Linked DNA regions of Cyprinus carpio: region 1 is linked to region 2. Evidence: chromatin contacts called from public Hi-C data. All regions are on one chromosome and are shown on one strand. Each heading gives the region's core, a stretch centred on a gene start, on an enhancer-like site or on the middle of the called end of the contact. The rest is flanking DNA. Distances are from core to core; before and after follow the strand shown. Region 1 holds the start of sigmar1 (sigma non-opioid intracellular receptor 1). Region 2 holds the start of LOC122134206 (transmembrane protein 267).

The links. A called contact is a pair of places that touch in the nucleus more often than the background predicts.
Region 1: a contact with region 2 is called in a Hi-C map of liver, with 15 times the contacts expected there. The contact joins the promoter of sigmar1 here to the promoter of LOC122134206 in region 2. A contact is called at or near these places in 6 of 8 Hi-C or Micro-C datasets (liver, red blood cells and skeletal muscle).

What each region holds. Positions count from the first base shown.
Region 1 is chrA10:2,003,117-2,005,816 of ASM1834038v1, forward strand. sigmar1 (sigma non-opioid intracellular receptor 1) reads left to right here and starts at 1,350. Exons shown (of 4, transcript XM_019111147.2): 1 at 1,350-1,634; 2 at 1,912-2,112. The coding sequence starts at 1,490.
Region 2 is chrA10:1,364,619-1,367,318 of ASM1834038v1, forward strand. It overlaps LOC122134206 (transmembrane protein 267), which reads left to right and starts at 1,432. Exons shown (of 3, transcript XM_042764678.1): 1 at 1,432-1,564; 2 at 2,142-2,549. The coding sequence starts at 2,178.

The sequences.
Region 1 (2,700 bases), core at 100-2,599, 640 kb after region 2:
TAACAAACAAAGTACCCCCTCCAAAATGCTGTGTAACATATCTATTGACTATGCATGTAAATGTGACTTTTGTTAAAAATTATTTTCTAAGGTACAAAAAAAAAAAAAAAAAATCTGTTACAATTTGATTAAACCATTTTCACGATTATTTATTTGCAATAAAAATACAAATTAAATTGAATCTTTCTTTGTGAGGTAATGTTATAAGATTAATAGAGCTCGGATATCTTTCAAAAAATAAATAAATAAATAAAAATTATATATATATATATATATATATATATATATATATATATATATATATATATATATATATATATATATATATATAGGGCAAGGACAACATAAACAATTTCTAAACTGTAGATCCTGATGAAAGTAAATTATGAAACTGTCCAGTTGCTCCCCTCTCCATTAGCTCTCACACTGCCGGGACAGAGGGGGTTTTTGGGTCATGCCGTGGGATATTGTCCTCTGGCTGTTTCTCCACCTGTCCTTTCCACAGAATTATATCACCTATTTCAAAACACTGTAGTAAATAAAAGTATTTAACTAAAAATGTATTTTTCTTAGAAATGATTCCGTGAAGGAACTTTAGAAGGGATGCCTAATTGGTGAATCAGTTTGAACCGGTTCATTGACATAAACTGTCCGAACGAACCGATTCTGTAAAATGATTCAGTTAAATCACATGAGCGCTGCACAGCCAGCCATCACGTGACTCCTCTAGCAAGAGCACTATTTTCAGCGGATTCAATCCACAGGAGTATGAAACAAAAAGAGGTCATTACGTTACATCACATGTAGATTTGTCTCATGCACAATTCAAAGCTTAGAGAATAAATATGCATATGTGTCAATATGTGAAAACATTCCTCACCTTTTGGTTTAAACATGGGTTTACTGATACTGTCTGTCCTACCACTTACTGTTTAATAAAACTCCCCTGTAATTACCTAATCTATCCGATCACCTGTTTAGGGTTTTTTAACATAAATTAATTGCTTCTTTTTAGAGTTTCAAGTTTTCACTTGATCTTCCTCCCTAAGTGTCCTCAAGTGAACAGTGCTGCGCAGTTAAACGCAGTATGTGGCTTCTAAAGATGAAGAACCCGAACAGCGCTGGCACTGTTTACAGGTTCCTCGAGGATATAAATAATACCGCATACATAAATACATTAATTTATTCGATATGCTTCACTGTACCGACAAACAGCGCAGGTACATTTTGCGTATTTTAGTGGCAATGTTGATGATAATGATGCACCTTCGAGCCGCCTTCTTCCGTGTAGCCCCCTGAGCGATCTCATTGGACTAGAACTCGCCGTTTGTGGGAGCCGATTGGTTGCCACAGGCGTGACGTCACCTCACGTCAGCGTCCGTCACCTTTCATGTGTGCCATGCCGTGTGTCTGAATGAACTCTGTTTAATGTCTTTTGCGATCTCAGGCAGCGTTTTACTTTTAAACAGTCATTTGTGGTCGGGTTACGATGTCTTTAATACGAATTGTTTTAAAAATGGTGGTGGTTCTTGGTTTTCTGGGGTTGTCTGTTCAGTTTATAAGATACTGGATGGCAAATAAACAGTATGTGTTTACAAAAGAAGACGTTTCCAGGCTGGCCAAACAGTATGCAGGTGAGTAAACACACATCACCTCTTTATTCTGAAGTTACATCTGTTGGTAAGATATTGCGATAATTGGTCTCTATAGCAATAGTACTATTACGAATATACACTTACTAGCAACGCAGAGCTTCAGAGTTGTATTCACATGCTCATATTGTCAATCTAAAAGAGTGGTTTAAAATATATTTTAAGCAAATACCACATCTGATAACATAACAGTCCAGTAATGACTCTTCCTAACTTGTCACTTGTCTGATGGATGTCTAAGCTTGTTTGTGTGTCCCAGGCCAGGACCACGAGCAAGCCTTCTCTAAGGTGGTGGTGGAGCTGAGGAAGAGGTATCCGGGTCACATCCTGCCCGACGAGGACCTGCAGTGGGTGTTTGTGAATGCGGGCGGCTGGATGGGCTCCATGTGTCTGCTGCACGCCTCTCTCACAGAGTATGTGCTGCTGTTCGGGACGGCCGTGGACACGGGTGGACATTCAGGTGGGTCAAGAAGATCTCCAGGCCTTATTTGTCCTCAAAATCTAAAGAAAGAAAGAAAAAGATATATTTTGCTTAAAGAACATGAAGCGTACTGTAAGATCATGACTTCTTTTTTTTTTTTTTTGCACTTGTGACACTATTATTATTTTAAATTAAGCACTACAATCTAATTAACTTGTTGCAAAAAAAAAAAAAAAAAACTCACTGCCATTACATTTATGTGTATGTTGTATGGTGATTTTTTTTTTTCAATATTTTTTCTTTAATACCATAAAAAATACTGTATTACTATATTGATAATCTAATGGGAATCACCAATAACAATAAACTGAAACTAAAATAAAATATGTAATTAAGTATAAGTTGAATATATATATATATATATATATATATATACACAGACCAAAAAAAAAAAACAAAACCAAAACAAAAAAAAAAAAACAATACAATACAAAAAAAACAAAAAATACAATTCAAAACAAAATAAACAAAACAAACACACTGTTTTAATTTCAATTATTTTATATATATATATATATATATATATATATATATATATATATATATATATATATATATATATATATA
Region 2 (2,700 bases), core at 182-2,681:
CCCAAAAAAAACATGTTTTGCTGGTCCCAAGAGCATAATCAGTCATTTATCCTGAACAGTGACGTCCAAATACCTCTCACCAAGGCCACATTTAAAAACAATCTAGAACATGTGCTACAAAAACCACACCCTCCCTGCGTAACAAAAGCCCAGACAAAACAACCAGCCCATTGTCACATAAAGGTCATGCTGACAGAGGAGATTTTGAAACAAAATATCACCAGCACTCTATAAAATACTAGGTTGTTGATACTTTTTTGCCTTGTTTACAATGAACCATGTTGCACAGTTCAATCATCTCATCTGGCCTTAGGTCATGTCTGTGTATGATTACATTTCGGACCAGCGTTAACATCCTAGCCTTTGTAATTACAACGTGTGATGTACTATGGTATTATATTAAGTAACTGTTTGTATCACTTGATTTGATCATATTACACTCATTAAAAAAAAAAAAAAGGTTACAAATTAGTACTTATCATGCAGGCCCAAGGATTTAACATTGTCATGAAAATATCAGGGTGTAAACGTCCTGTACGATCACTCATGTCATCAAGTATCAGATGATTACAGTCTCTCTTAAGGACTGTGATAACCTCAGTTCATCCTGTCATACTGGTCCACACAGTCCCAGTGTTAAACAGCTCTTCTGTTCTGTGAGATTCCTTAAGGACTTGAACCGAGGATGAACTCTTAAACCCCCTGACATACGCAGACCACATGTGTATTTAGATTAGTGATAAACTAAAAGTTTAAAAGAGTGACAGTCAAGTGTTGTATTTATGAATGTGCATGTACAGTCTTTATAATGTTGCGTATCTTGTGTTTAGAATAGGTAATTATTCTAATCATAAATGGGATTTTGAGTAATGAACGACATGTATTTATTGTTTTAGACAACTCAGTACACTTTACAGTTTAGTTGTTGGAATAATCATGACTGAAACAGAAAAAGCCCTAATTTGTCCTTTTAAATTAAGTATGGAATGCTGAAAGATTTTATTTATTTTTATTTTATTAATATAACAACTATTTCCCCAGCAGATGGCAGCATCTTTGTTTCCATTTATTGTGTATATTAAAAAAAATACAAATAATATAAAATAAACACATTTGTGATCTGTGATTAATGTTAATATGAGATGTTTAAATTGAAAACAGTGACTGAGAGGAGAGACGGAGAGAGCACAGCCTACCTTCAAAGCTGATGTATTCTACGTTCTTATTGGAGATTTAACCACCACCTGATCAAGAAAAAAAAAAAATGTAAATTGATTATTTGGAATTACTATGCATGGAAAGTCCATATTATTGCAATTCATTTACTGACTAAAAACAACAGCAACAACAACAACAACAACAACTTTTGCTGTATAGATACATTAATTCACAAGTAAAAAAAAACAAAAACAAAAAAAAACTATGATCTGACTCGTGTTGGAATCATTTCAGTTCGACTCGCGATTCAATTCGATGAACCGGTTCAGTGATTCATGAATCAAACGTCTCTAGGAAGCATAAGTCCGTTGTCAGGCCGGTGAGGAAGAGAAGAGAGTGAAATGAGGTGAGGAGAGAAGTGTGTGTGAATACAGCAGGCTTCTGATTTAGTGTGAGGACAGTACCGGTTTAGAGGTTTCATGTGAATGTTGTTATCTTGGCTAATAAATGCAGTCTTTTGCCTTGAGCAGTGAATTAGCTGATGAGCTAGTTAGCAGCAAAGCTAATGCTAATTGTGTAAGAACATCCCTCGCGAGACAAAGATGTCCGATCATAATACTGATTTATGTATTTCAATGTAAAATCAGAATTACAGTGCAGTTTTGCAAGACTTAAAACTCTACATGTGAAATATCCAGACAGCCTGCATCACATTAGACTCTAATGCAATGATTTTATATGTAATGTCTTTCTTATTTTATTTTTGGTGTTATATAATATACACAACGGCGGTTTGTTTTCAGGTCGTATGTGTCAGTATATGTTTATATATAACGCTGCTGCTAATATTATTATGAATGTTTGATCTGCTCATGCCTTTATTGAAGATATGCAAACATGATGTGTTAATTGACAGGTTTAAATCTTATTTTGAGAGCACTGTCTGTCCTGCTGTAATCAGTGTGTGTTTGTGTCTCCAGCAGATCGGGGACCGGACCCCTCCATGGAAGAGGCCAGCGATGAGGGGCTTTTACTCCAAGCTGGACTCCTCATCTCTGGGCAAGGCGATGCCGCTGAACCTGGCCGTGGAGACTGAGAAAGCTCAGGCCCTGCTCCAGACCTTCAGCACCGCGTCTCTGTTAGCCAGCGCGGGCCTGGGCGCTTTCTGCTTCCTCGCCGACCCCTTTCTGACGCTCCCCTTCATCCAGCACCATCTGTGGCTCAGGGCTGTCCTCGATAACGCCGTCCACGGCATCATCGGACTCTGGTCATGGGCCATCGTCATCGGGTTGAGGAAGAAGAGTGACTTCTATGAAGTCGTGTTGGCCGGGTTTCTGGCTTCTGTCATTGACCTGGACCACTTCTACACGGCTGGGTCACTGTCACTCAAAGTGAGGCCTTTTGTCTCTTTTTTTTTTTATATATTACAGTTTTTACAGTTACAGTAATTATAAATTAATAAATATAATTTATAATAATCTTAATTAGATGCCTAATTGTTCTGAAAATACTGCATTATTGTATTTGCTGAATGATTAATCG